Regions from separate parts of the Mus musculus genome. Here region 2 is linked to region 1. A link is a contact called in public Hi-C data. All regions are on one chromosome and are shown on one strand. Each heading gives the region's core, a stretch centred on a gene start, on an enhancer-like site or on the middle of the called end of the contact. The rest is flanking DNA. Distances are from core to core; before and after follow the strand shown.

Evidence for each region. A called contact is a pair of places that touch in the nucleus more often than the background predicts.
Region 2: a Hi-C map of adipose-derived mesenchymal stem cells shows a contact between it and region 1, with 2.2 times the contacts expected there. The contact joins two enhancer-like sites.

Annotation. Positions count from the first base shown.
Region 1 is chr4:93,549,224-93,555,809 of GRCm38.p6, forward strand. No RefSeq gene overlaps it. Among named protein-coding and RNA genes, the nearest start is that of Gm23443, 7.2 kb to the left of the region's middle. Within about 2 kb of position 3,743, at least 46 of the 459 cell types and tissues checked have an H3K27ac peak or open chromatin away from gene starts, as enhancers often do. A contact at or near this core is called in adipose-derived mesenchymal stem cells, where this site is marked.
Region 2 is chr4:93,878,604-93,885,189 of GRCm38.p6, forward strand. No RefSeq gene overlaps it. Among named protein-coding and RNA genes, the nearest start is that of Gm32035, 18 kb to the left of the region's middle. Within about 2 kb of position 2,983, at least 34 of the 459 cell types and tissues checked have an H3K27ac peak or open chromatin away from gene starts, as enhancers often do. A contact at or near this core is called in adipose-derived mesenchymal stem cells, where this site is marked.

The DNA.
Region 1 (6,586 bases), core at 2,493-4,992:
TCCAAAAATACCCTGATGGTTGCTACCTCCTGCATCCTAAACTCTCCATCAAAAAATAAAAAAAAAAAAAAAATGTTTTTTAAGTTAAAGCCTTACCTTCAACAGTATTTTTCTCTTGTATCTTGTATCCGAGAATGGTTCAAGTGAATTATCACAACCAAGTTTCTCAGTTGGGGCTTATTTGACATCCAGTAAACACAAAAAGAAAGTATGAATACTCAAATGAAAAAAATATTAAAAAAATGGATAATATGTAAATCATCCATTATGTTTTAATCTTTGGCTTTGTTCAATGTACACACAACAGAAAGAGATAGGTTTACTACCATCTCCAGTTCCTAGTTACAGAAACAGAAGAACCCAGATCAAAGCTCACTAGTCATGCAGTAGTCGGGCAGTAGTAAGTGAGACAGCTTTTAGTCTGTTTGAGTTTTTAAAAATCTGTATGAAAACTCGATGTGTCTGTGAGTTTTGATGTAGAATTTCAGGACTGTAGGGAAGCAGATGGACATAGGGCATAGGCTTTGCTACCTATGACATTAAGCACAACAAAGAAGCAAAGAAAAACTTTATACATACAATAAGGAATTCAATATAATTCTAAAATGAAGGTCACACAATGTGAATTGGAGGACAGACGTAGGATCGACAAATCACGTTAGGGACACTGGAAAGCTTCACTAAAAGATAATTGATTTTTAACAGGTAATGGGTATTTTAGTACACCTACATATTGATGTAGTATTTAAAAAAACATTGATATAGCATTAGTCTTAAAAATTAACATTTACAACTTAGTAAAATAAAGTTTCAAAATTAAATAATAAACATGAAAGTCTATTTGGTGTATGCCAATGCTGTATATATGATGGCCAATAATATAAAGTCAGTAATTTCCAAAAACCCAGGTAGGTGTTTATATCATATGTAATTTATATTAAAATTGATCAGTTATTTACCAGAGACATAAAATTTTTCAAGTGCCAGAATTAGTGTTTGAACACAGATAGGTTCACTCTACCATCAGTTGTAAATTTAAAGAACCTTAAAAGTCCTAAGAGCACAAATCAGTACTGAGAAAAGTATCACCTGTAAGACACCCAGAAAAACCAAGTCTTGCAAGTCCTGTGGCAAATTACTCTGTCCTCACCCAACCCGAAACATTTAAATACTAAGTTTCCAAGAATATTCTTTATTTTTCTCTCTCTTCGCTCAACCCCTCACCATTCCAATACTCAGGCACCAGATCAAGTCTGTAGTCTACCATATTATATCTGCTATTCTTCTTTAGGATGTCAAGAAATGTTAACTCAATGATACAATTAATATCCTTAGAAAGGAATCATCTCATGTGTAAAGGCATTATAAACAGTAATACTAAACACTTATTATAATTATATAATTTTTCTAAAGAATAATTTTAGAGAAAAGACTAAGCTTGTTGCAACTAAATACAGCCGATATATAATGAATACATGAGAAAAGTGTCTATAACCCATTTTCTTACTTTCCATGTTGTTCATTCATTTCAAATTAATGCTAGATATTAGAAGACATAATGCTGTGAAAATATTAACAGCTGAGCCTTTATATACTTTATAGTTTAGTGAGCATTCTAGGGAAGGAATAGAAAGTAAAACATTGAAGTGAAGTCACAGGTCTTCATGCTGAACAGTTTTGAGCTAAAATCAGAAGACGCAACTTCAGTCACCTAGACATTCTTATACATGGTGTGCAACATTCTAATGTTCCATCTTTCTGTTTCTGTCTGCCTCTGTGGCTCTGGTTCTCTGCCTGGTGCTCTCTCTCTCTCTCTCTCTCTCTCTCTCTCACACACACACACACACACACACACACACACACACACACACACACACACACACACCTGAACTATAATAAGACTCTTCCAGGAAAGAGAAACAGTACTGAGTCCCCTGAAGGAAGTTTCAATCAGCAGGGCCTGGCTGGTACCCAACAGGGAAGCCCAGCTGTCTGGCCCATAGCAATTCACACTGGGCAGCCATCCACTATCTGTGAGTAAATGCTCAAGACCATCTGTGAATTTAGAAAGAGGAATCAAAATCTGCAACAGCCCAGCCAAAAGCAAGAGCATCCAAAACTGAAAGTGCAACCCATCTGTGCAGAAGGACATTTCACCCTGGCTGCAGCTTTCCAGTTCCAGCTTGACCTACAGGTCAGTCCAGTTTAAATAAACAAACATTTGTTGAGCCACTCAGTGTGCCAGAAACAATGGAAACAACTGAAAATAAAGAGATGAACAAAACCCAAACCTTTCTTTCTTCCCACCAGAAGCCCAGTGTTTGCTATAACACACAGAGCACACTTGGAGTATTGACTAAGTGTTGTCCAAGGGAAGAGATCAGTAAGTTTTCCCAAAGTAGGATTCTCAAGCAAAATCCTGCACACAATCCCTATTCCAGTTAGCTTGTTATTATAGATATCCTTGTTCTGTGCATCTAGGGTAGGTCTTGATATCCCATTTCATTAAAAATATCCAGCAGCTGGAAGCTACTGGTCAGAGATCACATCTGAATGTCAAAATAAATGGAGACCAAGGTACCTGACAGTGCCATGATGATGAGAACTTCAAGAAGCTGGTTGGGGGTAGGAAATCTCAAAGAAATACTATACAAAGGCAAGAGTATGATAGTCTCTCCCAAGGTGGCAGCTGAGAGCAATTCACACTTTGTAGGTCAGAAAGGTAGGTATGCACTGTACCAGGGCAAGAAGATGATTTTATCTGTAGAAGCTAAGAAATCACCCTGAGAGCTTGTTTGTGGTCCACATCTCTGGGCTTTGCCCCTACTAGGGTCTGCTTCTAAGTGCTGTAATACAGCAGCCTGTACTTGCGCTCCCATCCTCAGGGAGACATCAAGCAGATGGTTAAAGGACCATAATTTCTGAACATTTGCCCAAATGGCAGAAAGGATTAAAGGTTTCTATCAAGAGAAGTTAGGTTTGCTCAGAAAGTCATTTTAAAGCCACTGATTTAAGTGGAAAAGTTTGGAAACAAAGGGACTAAGTAAGAGCTTGTTAAAAGAATATAATCAAGTATGAGACAAGTCAAAATACAGGGTTTAGAGAGAGCCCTTCCTTGAGGCCTGTGTAGGGGAGGAAATGGCCAGAGTTTACAGATGATTAAACATAAAGAGTGAGGGGAAGGGAGCTGTGACTACCAGCTTTATGACTGAGGTGACTGACAAGATGGTAATGATGCCAACCGGAATAGAAAAGCAATCAAGGGCTAGTTTAGATAGCCATGACAATAAATCCTGCTTTGTAGTAGCTGGACTTTGGCATGCAGATTGCCAACCCAAAGTCAATGGGCAGCAGGCAGTTTGCTGTACAGGGCAGGATGTCAAAGGCATAATCCAGACTCCTCACCCACAAGAAGAAATGCAAAGTCCCGAAAGTCCTGCTATCCCACATCCCCATCTGGTAGCTGCGTCCCCAATGCTGCTGGCACAGCTTAAAGCTCTCTGCTTCCTCCCTCAGAAAGGAAACCTTGCCATGATAGTCATCTATGTATAATGAAGGACAAATTTAAGTAGAAAATTCCATAGAACTATAGACATGAATCTCTAGAACTGCTGGGTCAAAGAGGACCTGCTCCACAGAGATGTTCTCATTTGGGACATTTCTTCTCACCAGAAGGTTAGGCAGTGGTTAAAGATACAGATTCCTAGCCAGTGAGTGACTCACCCTTCAAATGATCTCATTGCAACACCAGAGGTATGTGACCCGAAGCTCTTCTGGCAGAAATGAATCAGTATCAGCTCTCTGCCAACACACTCATTTATTTAATTAAGCTAATGTAGAGCAACTCATTCAAACTCTACCCAATGCCATCAATCAGAGTTTTTAGTTGAGAAGATAATATAATCGACAATAATTTATATGAAAGCAAAATCCATAACTTTATTACATAATTGAATGGAGCAAAAGTAATAAAAGTTCTAACTATTCTGATATAATTGTCTTAGTCTAACTGAAGAAGCACATTTACTCTATTGTTTATTGTTTTTGTATTTTGTTGTTGGTGTTTTTTAACAAAGATATCTCGGAGAATGTTCTAACTTGATAAATAAAGGGTGGGAAGCTTTCTCACTTGCTGCTTTTGTCTCTACGGTGAAGGAATGTGATATTCTGAAGCAGTTGGTCAGTTTTGACCTTATGCCTGCTGACTGAGATCGATGAGTAATTGCTTATATTAAACATTATTTTTGATACAATCGGAAATCATACATCACTTTTTAAAAAAGACTTATTTATTTTATGTGTATGAGTACACTGTAGCTGTCTTCAGACACCAGAAGAGGGCGTCAGATCATATTGTAGATGGCTGAGCCACCATGTGGTTGCTGGGAATTGAACTCAGGACCTCCTGAAGAGCAGTCTCTCTCCAGCCCCATACATCACTTTTGTTTGTTTGAAAAAGAAGAAGAAAAACAATATACACATTATGTGCACTATACCTTAAAAATAACAACAATTTTCACAGAATTCAAACTCTAATCAAAGGGGTATGTGATGGTAACATGATTATTTTTAACTTCTATTTTTTTTCTCTACGTCTTTTTTTTTTTCTGAAATGAAAAGGTTTTGGTTTCATATGTGATTGTAAAATAGAAAAGATCATGAAGAGAAACAATCTGGGTCTTTCTGTTCATATTTTATTTCCCTCACTGCTCAGTTCTTGGTCTCTGAAGATTTAGACACTGGAGGGTCAAATAGGTGACCTTGAGTGGAGGAGTCACAGTGATTGAGTCAAGAAAGGTATATGGTTTAAGGCTGAAGGAACGTCAGGATTCCAGGTCCCTCTTACCTTTCATGCTAGTTTCTCTGTTACTATGTCTATTAGAGCAAAATCAACATTTATTTGCTAAAGCTGCTTTTCATACAGTGTTTGATTTTGTGTTCCAAAAGGAAGGCCATTTCATATGAAAGATACAGCACTAAAAACCTTTTCCACATACAAATTGTTTAAACCTTTCCATTGCATAGACTGTTATATGTTTTCTGTTCTTTACATGAAATATGTCACTCTCAAGAAGAAAATGTACAAATTATTGAAGTATTGGCAATTCAGTATTTAAAACAACTTTATCATTGAACAATGACATTCTTCCTGAGACTTAATGTCACAGCAAACCTCCAAAGAATTTCAGAACTCAACCATTGTCTTAAGAACAGTTATTGGTGTAGTTCTTGAAACTTCGATTTGCATACTATATTCATGAATTCTAATTACATTAACATAATTGTCAAGCTGCACTAAAATACATAATTTAGTTCTGTCCTGTGTATAATTTGGGGGGATTTGGTGTAGTTTCTGAAAACTTTAAATGACAAAAACAAAAATAGAGTCTTTTTGCAAGTATAAAATTGAATTGTAATTGCATGACAAAACACGGACAGTAATATGTGACCTGGACTCAAATAATTTTTTCAACATTTTTAATACTATAATGAGCCAAGATTGATGTTGATTCCTTCTCTGCTCCTTCTCCAAGTGGGAGAAATTCATACTGAAGTACCAGAGCAGCAGTGTTAGGGATAGAGAATCATTTGGGTGAGGGGTAGCTTGCGAAGTGAAAGAGTTAAACAGACAAAAAAAAAAAAAAACATTTAAAATAGAAACTTTTTTCCAGTTGGTATTTTTTATTAGATATTTTCTTTATTTACATTTCAAATGTTATCCACTTTTCTAGTTTCTTCTCCAAAAAGCCCCTATCCTCTCTCCTTGCCCCCCCCCCAACCACTCCCCAACCCACCCACTCTTGACTCCTGGCCCTGACATTTCCCTATACTGGGGCATAAAACAGGACCAAGGGCCTCTCCTTCCAATGATGACCGACTACGCAAAACATACCTCTGCTACATATGCTGCTAGAGCCATGAGTCTCTCCATGTGTTTGCTTTGATTGGTGGTTTATTTCCAGATGTCCCTCAACAGAAGAATGGACACAGAAAATATGTTACATTTACACAATGGAGTACTACTCAGCTATAAAAAACAATGAATTCATGAAATTCTTAGACAAATGGATGCATCTGGAGGATATCATCCTAAGTGAGGTAACCCAATCACAAAAGAACACACGTGATATGCACTCACTGATAAGTGGCTATCAGCCCAGAAGCTCAGAATACCCAAGATACAATTTGCAAGAAGGAAGACCAAAGTGTGAATACTTCAATCCTTCTTAGAAGGGAAAACAAAATACCCATGGAAGGAGTTACAAAGACAAAGTTCGGGGCAGAGACTGACAGAATGACCATCCAGAGACTGCCCCACCTGGAAATTCAGCCCATAAACAATCACCAAACATAGACACTATTGCAGATGCCAACAAGAGCTTGCTGACAGGAGCCTGATATTGCTGTCTCCTGAGAGGCTTTGCCAGTGCCTGACTAATACAGAGGTGGATGCTCACAGTCATCCATTAGAGGGAGCACAGGGTCCCCAGTGAAGGAGCTAGAGAAAGTACCCAAGGAGCTGAAGGGGTTTACAGCCCCCTAGTAGGAACAAAAATATCAACTAACCAATAACCCCAGAGCTCCC
Region 2 (6,586 bases), core at 1,733-4,232, 330 kb after region 1:
GGAAAAGAGTATCAGCCTTTAATAAGTTTCCTCCATGTACCAAGGCCCATCCAGTGTTATCCGACCTAACTCTCACTTCTAGGACTAAATAATGGTCACCCCTGCTTGACACATGAGGAGGCTGAGTCAGAGGAGACTCCAAATTCTCCCTGTAAGTAGCTTCTGAAATGTGCTGTGGGATCCATAGTTGGCCTTGCATTCTTCCCTTGTTGAAGCCCTTAGAACAGGATCCCAATTCAATTCTAACCTAACCCCCTCCCTCTCCTTCCATTTTATTCTCTCTCTGCCTGTCTCTGTCTCTCTGTCTGTCTCTGTCTCTGTGTCCATGTGTCTCTCTCTCCTCTCCTCTCCTCTCCTCTCCTCTCCTCTCCTCTCCTCTCCTCTCGTCTCCTCTCCTCTCCCCTCCCCTCCCTCTGTCTCTCTGTCTCTATCTCTCTGTCTCTGTCTCTCTTCCCATCTAACTGCATGGGAATTATGATGACAATCTTGAAGCTAACTGAATGCTTACCCACTATACCAGCATGCTCAGCCCAAGGACTGAATTTTTCAATAATTGGAATATTCTCATACGAGCCAAATAAACTCATCCCAGCCAACTAAAGGAGAAAATAAAAATCATTTTTAAAACATCTCTTTTAAATGTATATGGTAATCTTCATAATAGAAAGCCAGAACGATCATGGCCCAAGAAGGAGCCAGGCTGACACATGGAGCATCTTTTCAACGCTCTGCCAGGATGCACTAGGTACACCATACTTCCAAGGCAGTATCACTCTGCTCAATTTACATTCAGGAAGAGAGGAAGTCTGGTTCGCCCTGGATTATGTGGCCTCTCAACAGCTCAGCAGAGACAAAGACGGTCCTTAAGTGAGTACAGCCAAGGCTGCCTGGATCAGGGGAGACGATCCCCACTGGAATATCAGAGTGCTGGGCTGGCAAAATAACAGATCCCCACTACAATAACGTAAGGTCTCCTGTGCCCTCACAAATGTCCTCCCTTGTCACATTACAGTGAGTGGTTTCTGCTTACTCACACATTGCTCATGCAGAGCCCTCTGAAGCTGAATCTAAGCCCAGGAACTCTGTCTCTCTCACTATCACCACGCGCCAGAGCTGCTTCCAGCTTTGATTCATTACACACATCACTTCTATCTTACCCACCAGAACATGATATATATGGTAATTTATTTCACTGTTTTGTACTGGCTGCCGCCCCCTCACGTCCTATATCATTTAGGCTGAGTTCTACATCAGCAGCAATGAACATTAGGACCCACCCCTCCATCTGAGGGAGAAAGGAATCCTACACTTTCTCTTTTTCCTCCTTACACAGAGATTCAGGATTCGGCTCAAGCCTGGGATAGATATTAGAGGCTAGCTTCAAACTGTCTTGTTAACATCTGTATTTTTAGAATCCTGGATTTTAGCATTCAGAGAGAGAGAGAGAGAGAGAGAGAGAGAGAGAGAGAGAGAGAGAGAGAGAGAGAGAGAGAGATTATATAAATTAAAGGGAAGAAGCACACAAAAGCACTTGTACAGATGCTCTGGTACTGAAATGAAGCCCTGTAGACTGTCCAGGGATAATGGTTTAAAAATTCCCTGAACAATGAGGCAGAATTTGTGAGTTTTGAAGGAGAGATGATTTGTTTAAATCATCTGCTTCATTAAGATCCCAAAACAGGGTTTCAATGTGTTAATATGACATTCAAATTAAAAACATAGGCAAGTGTTGTTCTTATAATTTAACACAAGTATGTAGAGGAATAATGAGGAAAGGAGAGGGTTTGCTAGAAAAAGCAATGAAATGCAGAATCTGCTTTTTATCTGGTGGCTTCTGAAGCCACCTATAACATGCTATTAACATGCTATTAACATGCTATTATAACATGCTAGCCACAAGCCTAGCTTCAGACAGAGATTTCCAGGGAATCAGGGAGGTGGGGCAAATATGCCTTCCCTCTACTTCCTTGCCAAATTTATTAGAGAAGCCTGAAGTACCTGCAGGCTAGGAAGGGAATGGGTCACAGGGCAACCAACTCATTTTCCATCTCTTCTCCAAGGTGCCTTTCCCTCAAGTTTCAGAGTGACCCAAAAAGCTCAAAGGAACTACAAATGGAATAGAAGATGCTTAGTATCTCTGTAAAATGGAAGAGCTGTTGGGGAACTAAAATCAGAATTCTTCTATGCAGGCAGTAAGAATGAGCTGCTAGTATGGGCCCAGAAGCTGAGGGCCCTGCCTTCTCTGAATCCATATTCCCTGGTTTTGCTTGTCTTTTCTGTAATATGTGACTGTATCGTGAGCAAGGCAGAAGAAGGTAGAAAATGTCTCTATCCTGATTTTTGGTAAAAACTATAAATAAATTCATTTTTCTCATTTCTCAGTATACTCTGTCATTCTTCTCTTAAGGAAGGAGAATGTTCAACCCCAGAATCAGGACCCATGGCTGGGGTCGGGTCTGGTAAGGTTGATGATTATTTTTCATTTATACGCAAGTTTGTTTTGGAGAAAAGAAACAAAAAGTACATCAGAAGTAGAAGGGGAAAGGGAAGAAAAGTGGTCTTTGAATAGGAAGTTTTAGAACAAGGATCATTGCCAAAAAATGTGGTGTGGTTTGTATGCTTGTGACCTTAATGCTTCCCTTCATTGAAGGTGAAGTAGTGCTGCAGCAATAAAGGCCCTATTTGAGCCAAAATCAGAGAGGGGGAGGGGAAAGACCAGACTGATTTATTCCAAGTGTGAAATAAGCAATTAAGTCCACCTTACCAGGGCTTTCCGGTTTTGTAACAAGTACTTAGGAACTGCTTTTGCTAAAGAGCACTGATTCCTTCCTTAGTCCCAGAAGGCCACTAAAAGCCGAATGAAATCCTGGCATTCCTGCCTTAAGTTTCTGTCTGTCTCCTTTGCCTTAAACCTATGAGTCAGACTACTGCTTAATCCCGAATATGGGTGTGTTAGTCACCCAAGAGTCACCTACCTAAAGCACCATGATTCATAAACTCTCTCAGAAGGGCCTCTGGCCCTACAGACACTCCTCACATAACTGGTCTATTGGGATGGAGGGATGAGCTAATTAATTCTGTTAGGACCATAGGAGTTGAAGCTGTTGTCACAAGATTCAATGTCATAGTGGTCATAGTGGCTGCATGGATCAGAGTGTAGTTTTGATAGGATGACCTATGCATGATACCAGTCATGATGAATGTTTTCTGGAATGGTTTCATGTTCCCATTTTTCTGAATGAGTCTCAAATTCAAAGGTAGACAGCTGTTTCTATTAACTGCTGGAGCAAACCTAGATGAAATAGTCCCAACTGTCTGTCTGACCTGGTTTCTCCCAATACACGGAGCTACCTGACTTAGTCAGGCTGACATTTATTCTTTGTCCTATGTGTGCATAGAAGTCCAGTCTTCCTGGATGACACTTGCCATATTGGGAATAGCTTCCTTAACTCAAGTGCTTTGTTTTCATTAGGTCTTAGTTCAAGTTTCACAATTAATTTCTGTTGTAATTTCCCCCACGTGTATAAAATTTTAAATTCTTATCATAAGTATCATTCTGTCTACAAGGCCATCTGTGTGTCCAAAAACTCTCTGGGGTTGTATTGCTTTTATCTCCATAAACGCATTATGGCAATCAATTTATCTACTTTTGGTAGACTTAAAAGCACTGAGTCCTGGGCCAACTACAGTACATACTTGGTGCTAAATTTTGTTGAACAGATAGGTCTTCTTTGAATAGAAATGGGTTACTTATATGGCTTAAATCCTTGTACACTCAAATTATAGTTAAATAGCAGAGACAGTGGGATAAAGCTAACAATGGGGCAGCCTGTCAGAACCCAGGGCACTCTGATTCCACATGTAGATAAGGACACACCTGTCCAAAGTGAACTCACATTTCTACCCTGAGACAAGTTACCTTGGGAGTTACCTTGGAGTCTTTCTTTGACACTGTTCCAGGAAAATGGGAAGTTTCAGTGACATGTTTAATAATTGATCGAGGACTGTCCTAAAGGGCTGGAGTATCAACACTGTTCGTAGAAGGAATCAGGAACACATAGCTTTTATGGAAGTCTCTATAGTGTTAAACAAGCATGAGCCGGGGCCAATGATTAGCATAATGCTGTCAGCTGCTACCTAAAGGTTTTGTTACTACAACTCAAGAAGCCCTAGGAAGAGCTCAAACAAGGTTTATTTTATGAGCAGATTTTGCCACATCATTGCTTACTCTAATGGAGAGCAGAAAGTAGACATTGTCCAAGCTACAAATGTCAGAGGTAAGCCAATAATACTTTGAATCAACTATGAAATGCAAAGTGTGTTTATGAAGACTTACTCCACTATGCTATTGGTGGTATTTGCTGTTGTTCCCCTAACTCTTAGCAAGCCCTCTGCTCTTTAATTCCTTTTCAGCATCATGTTATCTATCACCACTTGGCACAGCATCTCTCTACTGTTATTGCATTTCTCCTATTGCAGTATGAGAATGGCTATTTAGTGTGTTTTGATTTGCAGCTTCAGAATGGTTCTGAGCACTTGGTAAATGCTCATGAATTTTTGTTGAATAAATGTTGTTCTAAGTAATATAAATAAGTTGTAATAGTTTGAAAGACAATTCCAGTGCACTAACAGCTGGCTTTGTAGAATAAGTCTACCACTACCACTTTGCTAGATACAGCTTCAACTTCATTTGACATTCAAAGAAATTGCAGCTTCCTCTCAAGACAGTTAGAATGATTAAATAGCACAGTACAGATTAATAGCACAGCAACTAAAAAGCATGCTGGCTCATTCCTTTTGACTTTACCACCAAATAGTTCACTTCTCCTCTACTTCCTTACACACACACACACACAGAGACACACACACACACATTTCCTTAATGAGAAAGTAATTCCTCTATTTGTCTTCAATGATGAACGAATGACATGTTTTCTGTTTCTTTACAGCCTAGAGACACCGTTCTCAATAAATACTCAAAAAATGTGACCTTCATAAATTAGTGAATCCTAGAATAGACACTTTCTAATGGAACTAATGACACATTTTACAGTTTTGAAATAGCAGTGTCTAGAACCTGAATGCTGTTAATATGAATTGCAAATGTTCTATGTTCTTTAATAAAATCAATAACTGGCCCTGATTTTTTTGTTAATACTAATAGTTTCTTATGTTCAATAGAGGTATATAATACCTTTCTGCTATGTCATCTTCAACTATTGTTTTCTATATTTTAAAATTGTGTGTTTGAGAACTTGCCTTGCGACCAAGTTTGATAACTTAAGTTCATCCTCCTGAATCCATATGATGGAAGGAGAAATTTAACCCCATGCTGTCCTCTAACTTCCACATATTATGTATATCTAAAATAGTTAGGGTTTTACTGCTGTGAACAGACACCACGACCAAGACATGTCTTATAAAGAACAAGATTTAACTGGGACTGGTTTCCAGGTTCAGAGGTTCAGCCCATTATCATCAAGGCAGGAGCATGGCAGCCCTCAATTTGCTCTCACTGCACTAATGGCAGCCCCTTGCCACAGGTGCCTAGTAGACTATGGAACTGAAGAACCTGTAGTTTAACTCAAATTTAAATAGCTGCACATGACTAGGGCCCACTGTGCTGCATAGTGCAATCTAGAATCTCATTTCTGACTGGTCTCTTGCACCAGCCTAGGTGCCCTTCACCCTCCTCCACTGCCAGTTTTTAAGGAACGGATTTAGTTTAGTCATTTTGCATTCACATATGTTGTTTATTTCAAGAGGTTGCTTCTAGTTTTCTACCATGGTCCTTTTAGTAATAAAGATTTTGGCCAAATTTTCACAGATCCCTCTAGGGACTCACACACATATGCAAAGAGGAGTGTAGGAAAAAAACTTTTGGGGCATCTAATGCTGTCTGTAAGGATTATGGGTGATAGACTTTTGTTTTGTTTTGTTTTGTTTTTTGATATTTTCTTCATTTACATTTCAAATGCTTTCCCCTTTCCTACTTTCCTTTCTGAAAGTCCCCTATACCCTCCCCCTGCCCTGTTCCCCAACCTACCCACTCCAGCTTCCTGGCCCTGGCATTCCCCTGTACTGGGGCATATGATCTTCGAAAGACCAAGGGCCTCTCCCCCCATTGATGGCCGACTAGGCCATTCTCTGCTACATATGCAACTAGAAACACAAGCTCTGGGTGGGGTAGGGAGGGGGTACTGGTTAGTTCATATTGTTGTTCCTCTTATTATAGGGTTTCAGACCTCTTTAGCTCCTTGGGTACTTTTTCTAGCTCCTTCATTGGGGGCCTGTGTTCCATCCAATAGATGACGATGAGCATCCACTTCTGTATTTGCCAGGCACTGGCATAACCTCACAAGAGATAGTTATATCAGGGTCCTGTCAGCAAAATCTAGCTGGCATATGCAATAGTGTCTGGGTGTGGTGGTTGTTTTGGGGATGGGTCCCCGGGTGGGGCAGTCTCTGGTATTGCATGTTGAGTCAACTGTTTGTTAGATTTGTTTTTCACTTAAAAGAAATAAATATATGTGTGTGCATGCTTTCAGGGACCCATACAAGACAGAAGAGGTTGTTGAATTCCCTG